2 separate regions of the Canis lupus genome follow, and region 2 is linked to region 1. Evidence: chromatin contacts called from public Hi-C data. All regions are on one chromosome and are shown on one strand. Each heading gives the region's core, a stretch centred on a gene start, on an enhancer-like site or on the middle of the called end of the contact. The rest is flanking DNA. Distances are from core to core; before and after follow the strand shown. Region 1 has its middle 8.6 kb from the start of SFT2D1. Region 2 holds the start of MPC1 (mitochondrial pyruvate carrier 1).

Evidence for each region. A called contact is a pair of places that touch in the nucleus more often than the background predicts.
Region 2: a contact with region 1 is called in a Hi-C map of blood, with 2.0 times the contacts expected there. The contact joins the promoter of MPC1 here to the enhancer-like site in region 1. A contact is called at or near these places in 5 of 9 Hi-C or Micro-C datasets (amygdala, blood and liver).

The regions. Positions count from the first base shown.
Region 1 is chr1:54,907,199-54,913,574 of UU_Cfam_GSD_1.0, reverse strand. No RefSeq gene overlaps it. Among named protein-coding and RNA genes, the nearest start is that of SFT2D1, 8.6 kb to the right of the region's middle. Within about 2 kb of position 3,099, at least 13 of the 20 cell types and tissues checked have an H3K27ac peak or open chromatin away from gene starts, as enhancers often do. A contact at or near this core is called in blood and liver, where this site is marked.
Region 2 is chr1:54,942,237-54,948,612 of UU_Cfam_GSD_1.0, reverse strand. It overlaps MPC1 (mitochondrial pyruvate carrier 1), which reads left to right and starts at 3,191. Exons shown (of 5, transcript XM_038526524.1): 1 at 3,191-3,366. The coding sequence starts at 3,296.

The sequences.
Region 1 (6,376 bases), core at 1,850-4,349:
AAAACATGAAGTGAATTGGTCATGCTAAATGAGAGTCGGGATTCAAACACAGACAGTTGCCAATGTTGCGGTAAGCTGTTGCCAAGCTATCCCTAAAGTAACTTCCTGCTCATCAGCCAAATCAGCGTCAGGAAAGTGCGGGTTGCTGGTATAACTCCGAGCTCCTTGTCCTCAGCACCTGCCGCAGAACCTCCAGGTCCCCTCGCAAGTCCCCCAGACGGTGGATAAGTCTTTCTGGCTCTACCTCCGCACTGGCCTCTCTCCCCACCGCCCCCCTCAGTCACAAGGCTGACTCCTTTCACCTGTAATCTCGGATGAGCCACCTGCCTGCGGGTTGAGTCCCTCCTTGGGGCCTGCCAGAGGCAGCTCCTGGCCCATGATGGGGGTCGGGGGGCTACAAAGAGGAGGGCTGGGACCCTCCCCTCCATGTAGGTTGCCTCTGTAGGCTTGAACACTCTGATGTGACCATCTGTATGCCTGCGTCCATCTGCCCATCCTGCCCTGTCATGTCCCCCATGTGTTCGTCCTGTGTCCTACATGCAGATATCTGCTTTTTCTGTTTCCTGTGGAGCCCAGCTGGGCCAGGCAGGAAAGGCCTGACCTGTTTTTAAGGGAGATCCACGCAGGCGTGAAGGCCAGGGAGAGGCATCGCCTGCCTCCCACAGATCACCTGGGCATCATAGGACATGGGTTAGAGCAGAAGAGCCAGGCCACCGAGAGGCAAGGACGCTCTGGCTGCTAAGAGGGATGCGGCCTGGGCTCTGCAGAGAGAGTTGAGGTGGAGAAAGCAGCGGGAACTCAATACAGATTTTGAAAGTAAAGTCTGAAATTTGGCAGCAAATTCTTGCTTTTATACAAGAATCCACTTCCTGAATAAGACGGCCTTGCCTCTTCCTCTCTGTGAGCCTCCGTGGAGACGCTCACACCTGGGGCTCCTGCGAGCAGGAGGTGTATCTCCCACCTGGGGGTCCTGCGAGCAGGAGGCTCTCCCGCATAAGGCCACCCAGGGGCCCGAGACTCTGCATTCCCACAAGCGTCCAGGTGCGGCTGGTGCTGCCGTCGGGGACCACGACTTGAGTAGTAAGGGTCTGATGTGGGAGTTCGAGTCCACTGTATGCCATTATGTTTTTATTCATCTCTATTAAATCTTCCTACAAAAGATAATTTGCAAATTTCTCTAGGATGAGGTGGTATCTTTTTCTTCTCTGAATAAAGTATCAAGTTTACCCAGTAAACCACAGATTAATCCATAAATCCCCTAAAGGAAAGATGAAGTTATTTCCAACTAGACCATAACTTACTCGTGCTGATACACACTTTTCTTCTATAAATTGCGTCCTGACCATTAGCATCATCAGGAAAACATGTTTTATCCATTGTGCCACATTAAAGTCACATTTCCATCAACTAATCAGGATATTAGCAAATGGATCAGGAGAAGTAAATGATCAAAATGCAAAGTTTACTTTTGCTTTTAAGCATTCCATATCCAAAACCTGTTTATTTCTGGCTCACTAATTCCAAGCCTTGGTCATGGAAGGCTGACTTGTTTCCATCGGCTACCAAAGGAGTTTCACAAAGGCTTCACAGGACATTAGCACAGTGACTCGCAGCTCCACTTACAGCAGAGTTGTGACCACAGCACGGATTCCGTGGCTGACACCACCGGCTGTTGTCAGAAAGATAAAGCGAAGAGCAGTGTCCTGTTCTGAGGCTACTGGTTCCCTCTCCTCCCTTGTAGGAGGCAGGATCTGGGGAAGGCAGTTACTCTCATGAGAGGTCAAGGTGTAAAAACTTCCCTCTTGGAAAGACAGAATGCCTGATAGCCATTAAAAAGTCACCTTTGGGGACGTCTGGGTGGCTCAGCGGTTGAGTGTCTGCCTTCAGCTCAGGGCGTGATCCTGGGTCTGGGAATCGAGTCCCACATCAGGCTCCCTGCATGGAGCCTGCTTCTCCCTCTGCCCGTGTCTCTGCCGCTTCTGTGTCTCTCATGAATAAGTGAGTAAAATCTTAAAACGTCACCTTTGTGGTTTTTTTTAAAAAATAATAACACATATGGGCAAAATGTAGGAGCAGGATATTTTCTACAAAGAGCAGATCCTTGGGGAAATGTTCCACTCGCTCACCATTTGGTGATTTACATGGCTTAGGAAATGAGAACCTGAGTGTCAAGGCATCTCTGGACATCCTTGATGTGCAGTCAGCAACGACCCTGGATCTTTTTTCTCCGTAATGGGGTGATGTTCTAGGAACACCCACTGTACAGGAGATGCCTGGTTTAGTTGGGCCATTGGAATACTCACTGGCGTCCTGAAGGGAGAGCTACAGAACCAGGCAGTGACCCACATGAATCCAACCACCTTGATTATCTGAGACAGAGGGCAGCACTGGACCTCATCAGGCTGCTTCCTCGCCCTCTGCTCACAGCCTCTCCTTTCTGCAGACATCTCTTCTGCCCCCACTCTTCCTGGGGGGTTTCCTGGGCTCCACCCAGATGCCCTCTGAATTTCTATCTCCAGTCCATCCCTGCCCCACGCTCTGTGGCCGCCCTGGGAGCCCCTTCCTTTGCCCACTCCCCTGCACTCAATCGAGGCCCGTGGATCCCACTTCTGGTCAGCGGGCTGTTCCACACTCATGTGCACACCATACAGGTCTAAGGCCCTGCGCCCCTCCTCTGGTGAAGCACACAGACCCTAAGAGACCATGTGCACCCACGCCTGCCCCCTGAGACCCACTTGTCTGGCAGGAGTGAAAACTTTCCAACACGCAAATCTGCTCTGTCGCGTTCACATTCGCATTCAATGTGACAGATTCAGTGGTTTCCCATCTTTCAGAGGCGACAACCCCAGATCTTTAACATGCATGCTATGCGCTGGATGTTCATGTCCCTCCAAATCCGCCTGTCGATGTTGAAGCTCTAATTTTCAGCACGGATAGTATTTGGAGTGGGCCTGGTGGGGAGAGATCAGGTTAGATTAGGCCGCGAGAGTGGTTCCCTTATGATGGAATCCATGCTTTCCAGAGAGGGAGGCCTCTGAGCTTCCCTTCTCTGCAGCGCGAGGACCCGGGGCGGTGGCCGCCTGCAGGCCAGGACGTGGGCCTCGCCAAACGGCGGATCGGCCAGAGGATCCTGGCCTGCATCCCGGACTAAGGCCGGCGGACTGTGGGAGAGGAATTGCGCTAAGCTGCACGGTCGGTGGTATTTGTGGCTGTAGCCCCGACCCACCAGGTAACGGTCTGCGAGGCTTCCCGGGCCAGCCCCCCCACCCCCTCCCCGCTCCTCTCTCTTCTGGTGCTCGTCCAGCCAAACAGCTGGCACTCGCTGACACTCGCTTCCTGTTTCAGACACGCGGAGTTCCTTCCCCTCCTCCCGGAGGCCCCCACCACCCCGCCACCCCTCCGCCGCCGTCCCTCTGAGCGGGTCCCTCCTCCCGGGGTCCCTCCCCCCTGAGCGGGTCCCTCCTCCCGGGGTCCCTCCCCCCTGAGCGGGTCCCTCCTCCCGGAGCCCCTCCCCTACGAGCGGGTCCCTCCTCCCGGGGTCCCTCCCCCCTGAGCGGGTCCCTCCTCCCGGGGTCCCTTCTCACTGAGCGGGTCCCACCTCCCGGGGTCCCCCAGCCCCCCAGCGGGTCCCTCCTCCCGGAGCCTCTTCCCCCTGAGCGGGTCCCTCCTCCCGGGGTCCCTCCCCTCCTCCCGGGTCCCTCCTCCCGGGTCCCTCCTCCCGGGTCCCTCCCCTCCTCCCGGGTCCCTCCTCCCGGGGTCCCTCCCCTCCGAGCGGGTCCCTCCTCCCGGGGTCCCTCCCCCCTGAGCGAGTCCCTCCCCTCTGAGCGGGTCCCTCCTCCTGGAGCCTCTTCCCTCTGAGCGGGCCCCTCCTCCCGGGTCCCTCCTCCCGGAGTCCCTCCCCTCCTCCCGGGGTCCCTCCCCTCTGAGCGGGTCCCTCCTCCTGGAGCCTCTTCCCTCTGAGCGGGTCCCTCCTCCCGGGTCCCTCCTCCCGGAGTCCCTCCCCTCCTCCCGGGGTCCCTCCCCTCTGAGCGGGTCCCTCCTCCTGGAGCCTCTTCCCTCTGAGCGGGTCCCTCCTCCCGGAGTCCCTCCCCTACGAGCGGGCCCCTCCTCCCGGAGTCCCTCCCCTCCGAGCGGGTCCCTCCTCCCGGGGTCCCTCCCCTCCGAGCGGGTCCCTCCTCCCGGGTCCCTCCCCTACGAGCGGGTCCCTCCGAGCGGGTCCCTCCTCCCGGGGTCCCTCCCCTCTGAGCGGGCCCCTCCTCCCGGGTCCCTCCCCTACGAGCGGGTCCCTCCTCCCGGGGTCCCTCCCCCCTGAGCGAGTCCCTCCCCTCTGAGCGGGTCCCTCCTCCCGGAGCCTCTTCCCTCTGAGCGGGCCCCTCCTCCCGGGTCCCTCCTCCCGGGGTCCCTCCCCTCCGAGCGGGTCCCTCCTCCCGGAGCCTCTTCCCTCTGAGCGGGCCCCTCCTCCCGGGTCCCTCCTCCCGGAGTCCCTCCCCTCCTCCCGGGGTCCCTCCCCTCTGAGCGGGTCCCTCCTCCCGGAGCCTCTTCCCCCTGAGCGGGGTCCCTCCTCCCGGGGTCCCTCCCCTCTGAGGGGGGTCCCTCCTCCCGGAGGAGCCAGTCCCACTGTCCGTGCCCCTCCTGCGCGCTGTGAGCAGCAGAGCTCCGGGCACCGCTCTGGGAGGAAACCTGCAGGTCTTACAGAACCATGCTCACAAATACAACACACTCAGGGCTAATCCACCCTTTCTGGAGCAGTTTTAGATTTCCTGGAAAATGGGCAGAAAGCACAGTGTCGTGTGTTCTTGCCTCTCCCCGTCCTGTTTCCATACTGTTAACATTTCTTTGTACTTAGTTTGTGGCAATTGATGAGCCAACCCATACATGGTTACTAACCGAAGTTCACCTTCTCTACCAGGGTTCCTTCCTCGTGTTGTACATTCTATGGGTCTTGACAAAAGTACGATGACATGTCCCCCACGACAGTCACAGAACAGTTTCACTGCCCTGAAGGCCACTAGGGCGCCACCTGCTCATCCCTCTCCCCAGCCCCCCGCAGCCACCGGTCTTTTCACTGTCTCCGTACTTTTGCCTTTTCCAGAACGTCATAGATTTAGAATCACACAGCATGTAGCCTTAGGCTGGCTGCTTTCACTTAGGAATGTGCATTTAAGGTTCGTCCATGTCTTTTCATGGCTTGATAGTTTATCTCTTTCTAGGGCTGAGGAACATTCCGATGCCTGGCCGTACCACAGCCTGTTTACCCATTATAGTGGCTTCTTAAAGACTCTCCTCGTCTAGTCGGTTTCGTCACTGGGGAGGGACACTCATCCACGTCCCCATGCTGCCCTCCCCTCCAGGCAGCACAGCCACACAGGACACACCCAAGAAATGACTGTTCATTAATTAACATCTAGATTTATTTTCTCCCCTATAGTCAACCCTAGATGTCATATGGGAGGAATTTACACCTCAGATTCTCTAATATGCTTCAGTTACTGTTACTCATTGATTCATTGGAGGAACATATGCTGAGTTTCCATCAAGTGCTGGGCTCTTTGGGGATCCCTGGGTGGCGCAGCGGTTTAGCGCCTGCCTTTGGCCCAGGGCGCGATCCTGGAGACCCAGGATCGAGTCCCGCGTCGGGCTCCCCGCATGGAGCCTGCTTCTCCCTCTGCCTGTGTCTCTGCCTCTCTCTCTCTCTATCGTAAATAAAAATAAATCTTAAAAAAAAAAAAGTGCTGGGCTCTTTGCTGCGGGGTGGCGCCTGGACACAACCAGGGCAGTCCAACAGGGCAGCTGACCGGGGGTAGGCAGGCAGCAGAGTAGCTGCTGACTCTGCTCGGATGGAGAGAGCAGCTGTGAGGGCACAGGGAGGGGCACCTGGCCATGTCTTTGGAAGTCCAGGAAGGCTCTCCAAGAAGGAGACCCACAGGTCAAGGTAGAACTGGACAAGAAAAGAAGCTTGGAGGAGTTGGGGAAGGGGGCAAGGCATTTGGGGGGAGCAAGATTTCTGCAAGGAGAATAGAGAAAGGCTTATAGGTGGAGCATGGATCTCACAGACTCAGAGTGGATGGTCTGGCTAAAACATATGAGCTTCTGAGTGTGTATACAGTATATGTGTGTGTGTGTGCATGGACACATGTGTGCACACCCATTGTGGAAAGGATGTGGTAATGCACAAGGCTGGAATGACTGACAGGCTCTGTATATAATGAAAACTTCCTCTGTTACGGTTATCACCATGGCCTTTATTCTAAAAACATGGGAGCTGGGGAGTGGAAGGTTTTTAAGTAGAGGAATGAGATGAACAGATTTAAAAGGACCTCCACACCAAAAACATTTAAAAATAAGTGAAAAAATAAAAGGGCCTCCCAGGCCAGTG
Region 2 (6,376 bases), core at 1,942-4,441, 35 kb before region 1:
CACAGACCTGCCTGCCATGAGCCCCTCCATGGGACACCCAACTTGTGGATCGCTGACCATCCTACAAACACAAGCACTGCCTGGACACACAGTGTATGTCAGTGCCTACAAAACGCTGGTGCATATGGGTGCTCTGCAGCAGGGCCAGCTTCCCCCACTCTGACTTCAGCAATCTGAGCTCACAGATCCTGCTCCTAACAGTCAACAGGGAAGCAGAGTACACCCCTGTGTGTGATTGTCATTTCCGAACTTGGATGGACTTGTGAGATTCTTTCTTCCACACACCTGGGACTCAAGGTAGCCAGCAATGTTTGCATTTTTACCTTCTATACTTTGTCCGCATAGGGGTCATGTTGGGTTTTTAGGCCTTTCTAAGGTTTTATATTCTCTTATACATGAGATCACATAGCCTGCTTCATACTTAAAGGCTTTATTCATTTATTTGAGAAAAACCAAGAGCACAAGTTGGGGAAAGGGCAGAAGGAGGAGCAGGCTCCCTGCTGAGGAGGAACACCGCCCCCCCCACTGCCCCCGCCCCCGCCCGGGCTCCATCCCAGGGCCCTGAGCTCATGACCTGAGTCAAAGTCAGATTCTTAACTGAGGACAGCCAGGCACCCCTGCTCCATATTTAAAGTAGCAAATATACATATTAACATGGAAGAAGTCCTAATTGTGCTATCGTGAAATAGTGGGGAAAGCATGGCTCGCAGATTAAAAGAGAACCGGATTCACATCCCAGGTTAGCTGCTTAGCCAGACAATTTTCCCTTTATGTTTCTTTTCTCTAGCTCATACTTCTCCGTGCAGTAGGAACTAACAAAAGGGTTTAAGGTCCAACCAAGGCCAGATGTGGAAAGCAGAATCATCAGAAGCCAGTCTGGTGGTGACACCAGTAACTGGGGGCAGGAGCCCTCAGGAGAGTTTCTCCAAGTGCTGTCACTAACCAGCTTCCAGGGTCCTGAAGCTCTAAGGTTAGCAGTCTGGGAATCTGCAGACGCTTCCTCTGATCACTGTTCATGAGGAAAAGGAAAATACCAGGGGATAAGGCTGATCCGCCATGAGATACAGGAGCCCCTTCTCACAATGGATGTTGGGGAGGCTCCCTTCCCCATCAATCTTGCAGAGGCAGTTTGGTTTTATGCAAGAAGCCATTCAGTTTCTTTAAAAACACCCCTTCTGGGTTATGAGAATTGTTGTACAAAAAGTGCCTACTGGTTAACAAATGGTAGCTATCCCCAAGAAATAAAATTCAATCAGTAAATTTTAAAGCCCTAATTGGAGGGATTTGTGAATGGGGCAGCATTCCACCTAGCAAGTAGAGATTCTGCAAGGAGTTGTACAAAATGGAAGGTTTTGATAGGAACGACGGTGGGGCAAGAAGTTATCAGCAAAAGAAAAGATTTGTTTCAGGAAGGGGAAGAGGTCTCATCATGCAGATGACCTCATCTCCTTTGGGGGTGGAGGTGGATGGAGGGCCCTAGTGACAGATTACCTCATGGATATAGATTGGAAAATTCCAGATTGACTGGCTTAAAGTTCCGCTCCTGCCAAGTATGAAACCACCATTAAGTCTTGGTTTGCAGGACTGAAGGCAGGTAACTCCACCTTGAGCCTGTGGTTTTCAGCACTATTAATGATAATACTATTAATCATGAAGACCCCCTTGTTTTCTCTTTTTTTTAAGATTTTATTTATTTATTCATGAGAGACAGAGAGAGGGGCAGAGACACAGGCAGAGGGAGAAGCAGGCTCCACGCAGGGAGCCCGACGTGGGACTCGATCCTGGGTCTCCAGGATCACGCCCTAGGCTGTAGGCCGTGCTAAGCCACTGAGCCACGGAGGCTGCCCCCTTTTTTTTTTTTTTTTAAGATTTATTTATTTATTTACTCATGAGAGAGAGAGAGAGAGAGAGAGAGAGAGAGAAGCAGGCTCCATGCAGGGAGCCCGACCTGGGATCCCAGGTCTCTAGGATCAGGCCCTGGGCCAAAGGCAGCCGCAAAACCGCTGAGCCACCAAGGATGCCTAGCCCGCCCCCCCCCCCCTTGTTTTTTCTAAGCTCCTACCTGTACCATGAAGCACCAGGTTAACACAACCCACCTTCCCTGTGTTGCTATGGGATTGCAATGTCCCCTAGTCAGTCTTTCAAATGAGATCCAAGTCAGGTGTGACCCATGGAGGTCCTTAACAGAAAATGAATCTGATTCAAAGATTTGCTATTTTACTTCTCAAAGGCATTTTTATTTATTTTGGATAGATAGCCTATTTTCGTTGTACAAATGTCAACGGGAACAAATAAACCATACAGTGAAAAGGTTCGCTTCCCTCCACCCGTCTGCGCTTACTTAGCCTTTGGAGGCAGCCCCTGCTAACACTTCCCTTTTATCTTTGGAAACAAACTGATAGACTTTTCCTGTCCCTGTGCACAAACGAGTAGCACAGACGACTCTGCACCTTAATTTTTCTTTTTTTAAAGGCTTATTTATATTTGCAAGAGAACGCACGGACACGAGCCGCAAAGGCAGAGGGCGAGAATCTCCAGCAGGTCCAGCTGCGCAGCGAGCCCCCACCTTGGGCTGGACCTCAGGAGCCCCCATCGTGACCTGAGCGCACCTCCCGGTGTCAGAGGGTTAGCTGGCGGGGACACGCAGGGCCCCCTCCCCGCTCCGGTGCGATGCACGCGGCGCGATCTAACCCTGCCTGGGGCGGACGCGTTAGCGCCGTGCACCTGCGGCTACCCGAGCCGTGCACCTGCGGCTACCCCAGCAGGACGGGCCGGGTCGGGGCGTGTGCACGGCGCCCGTCGACCACCCAAGCCCCCCGGCCGCCCTCCCGGTGCGCACCGGGGGCACCGCGGGCCGCCCACGCCGGCACTGCGGGTGCGCTCGCGGCCCGGCCAAGGTGCCCTTGCGGGGACGCTCCCGCGCGCCCCGGCGGCCGCACGAGCCCAGCCGCCTGCCTGCCCGCCGAGCCCGGGACCGTCACCCGCGCCGGGAGACCGCCAGCCAATCCCCGCCGGGCCCCGGACGGTTTACGGCAGCGGGCCCCGCCCCCGAGCGCCGCAGAGGGGCGGGGAGGAGGTGTGCGGCTCGCGCCAGCCAATCCGCGCCGCCGCCTGCCCCCCCGCGTCCTCCCATAGGCCGAAGGCCGGCGCGGCCGTAAGGCGGAGCCGGCTGTCGTGAGGCGGGCCCGCGGGCGGGAGCGGTGTCCGCGCCGTCCGCTGCGCTGGGTGTCATTGGGCTCCGGGGAGCGGAGAGCGGAGGCGAGGGCGCGGGGGCGGCCTGGCGGCGGGCACGGCCATGGCGGGCGCGCTGGTGCGGAAGGCGGCGGACTATGTCCGGAGCAAGGACTTTCGGGACTACCTCATGAGGTGACGAGACCCCGGGCCGGACCGCCGGAACCACCGAGGGCTCCCAGAGGTCGCGGCCGTGCGCCCGGGGCGCGGAGCCACAAGGGCGCGGCGGGGGCGGCGGGGCGGCGGGGCGGCGGGGCAGAGGACGGCGGGGCGGGGGCCCCCGGGGCGGCGGGAGGACACTCGCCCCCGCGGGGCTTCCGGGCCGTGCGCCGCCAGGTGCGCGGGGTCGGGCGGGGCTCGCTGCACCTGCCCTGCCGCTGTGCGCCCAGCTGTGCGGCGGCGGGCCGGCGGCGGGCCTCGGAGGCGCCAGCGGGAGGCGCTGTGGGAGCGCAGGTGCGCCGCAGGTGCGCGGCAGGTGCGCGTCGCTGCCCCTCGCGCGGGCCCCCTCGCCTTTTGGGTGTCTCGTGCTGAGGACCTTCAGTCCCAGCGGGAAGGGAATCAAACCTCCCGTGTTTTTAACAAACGAGCATCCTGCCAACCAGAGTAGAGGCGTGCGTTCCTGAGGCCGCACCGTCCCCTGTTCCATCTCCCTTCCAGTTACAAACAAAAGAGCATCGGCGGGCGAAAGGCCTGAAGACACGCTACCTGTGTGTCCTCTTCACCTCGAATCTGGAGACGCCTGCTTGTATTTCAGAATGTTTTTTAGGATGACTTCGAAGCCGTTTTCCATAGTTTATTTAGGAGTATAATTTTTTTTCTTTAATTTTTCTGTGTTGCGGTTTTAAAGCCTAGTAGATAGGTGTAGGGCTGCGATTGTTGTTTTTTTTTTGTTTGTTTGTTTGTTTGGTTGGTTTTTTTCCTCCCCAGTAAAGTGGTAAAGAGGCAAAGTGATGACAGCTAAGGAGAAAATCAGTCCTTTAACCATCCAAAGGAAACTGCGTGAAGGCAACTGAATTTTTGCCAGTATAAAAAGGACTGACTTTTAAGGCTTGGACTTTGTTGCCAATACTGTTTACTTCTAATTTTACAGAGTAATATACCGTGAGAAATGTAATTCAGTCTCTCACGTGACAGAGTAAATTTGGAAAGAATCTTGGCTCCTGATTTTTTCCAAATAGGAAGTTTCTCGTACTTAACTAGGATTGTGATTAATCAAGTAGATGGTTTACTAATGTGGACTGACTTATCAGATTAATGTGTTGGGAAAATCTGAGCAAATAGTAATTTGAGGATCTGTTCTTAGTCCCTGCAGTTAAGTTTCTCTGGCTTTGAAGGTTACCTTTTTTTACTAATGTTTTCTGCTTTGGATAACAAGCCTTCCTAATCCTTAGATACAGCTAAGATAAAATTCTATAGAATAATTAAGAATAAAGCGATTACACTCATTCATATTTTTAAAAATACTGATGACTACCTAACGTTCATTATAGTGTTATATTATGTAATAATAGGAATTGCATTATGTAGTAATAGGAATAGTTTGTTAAGTGGATTTTCCAGGAAGAGAGCCTACTTCTCTATTTCTTATTTCTGTTTTTATTTTTACTATTATTTTACATTTCTTTTTTCTTTAGTAGATAGGTTTCTGAGAGGCAGGCTTTCCCATCAAATACTTTGACATACAGCTTAACCTTTGTTCCTAAGATGAGCATCCTATACTTTTTCCAGTGTTACTTTGAGTTAAGCTTTGACTAAATGGGGAAAAGAAGAGAATTGCAGTGTCCAGGAAGAGTGCTGCCCTGCTAGGGCATCAGCAGAAGAGGACTTCTAACCAAGGGATCCCAACACGTCCAACCCCAGTGGACCTTAGTTACTATGAGATGGGTTTAATGATCATGCCCTATCTGATCGGGTTCTTGAGAACATAAAACTGGATAAGGGATGTGAAAATACTCAGAAACTCCAAATCCACTGTACAACTTATATTCTGCCTTTTTTTTTTTTTTAAGCAGAAATGTTGTATACTGTCTGGAAAAAGTTAAAATCTTAAGAGTGTGAGGCATAAAAAGCTCTGTGATTTCTGTGATTTTTTTTTTTTTTTTTTGACCTGGAATTACTTTTGTGAACTGAGTCAATAGAGTGAGATGCCATTCTTGGAACGGTGGGATTTCCTGCCAGCACTGCCAGCTATGGAGGGCTGTTTGAGGGCTGGTATCCAAATTCTCACCAGAAAATCTTTATTTAAGCTTTTTCTCCTAGAAAGAGAAACCCTTCCTCCTAGAACTGATCAGAGGAAAGTTTTCCTTGTGTTCTTCCAAACTTCTTGCTCACAGCCTCTGCTGTGCTTTTCTTTCTCTTTCTTTCTTTCTTTCTTTCTTTCTTTCTTTCTTTCTTTCTTTCTTTCTTTCTTTCTTTCTTTCTTCTTTCTTTTAAGATTTTCATTTATTTATTCATGAGAGACACAGAGAGAGAGAGGCAGAGACATAGAGAAGCAGGCTCCTCGCAAGGAGACTGATGTGGGACCGATCCCTGGGCCCAGAATCACTACCTGAGCCACTCAGACATCCCACTGCTGTGCTTTTGCAAAGGAGAATAAAGCATAAGGAAGAAAACTTTAGTGGCTCCCTCTTCCGATCAGAAATGAGGTTCTGTACCTTCTCACCTCCTCAGGTAGAATAACTGTTCTACCTACTTTGCACTCCCTATTAACTGAAGATCTGGATTCTTTTTACAGCCTGTTGAAGGGATACAGAGATTTTTCTAAACTAATGCTATTCCAGAATTTTAAAAATCATTTAGTAACACTTGAGTGTGTTTCATACAGATATTTAAAGTTCTCTCAGTCACATTTTATGAGTAACATTGAAATGTCTTTCTTGCTAAAGTGGGCTTCCAAATGTATTCTTTTAAAAGATTTAATTTTCAAGTAATCTCTACACCCAATGTGCGGCTCCAACTCATAATCCTGGAGATCAAGAATAGCATGCTCTATGGACTGAGCTAGCCAGGCGCCCATCCGAGTATATTTTAAAATGTTGATTTTTTTCACTGAGAAACAGGAGTTAAGGAAATAGATTCTAACCATAAGTAGTGTGTAGACTTTGATTGGATCTAGCATGGAAGAAAACCACCATAAAGGCATTTC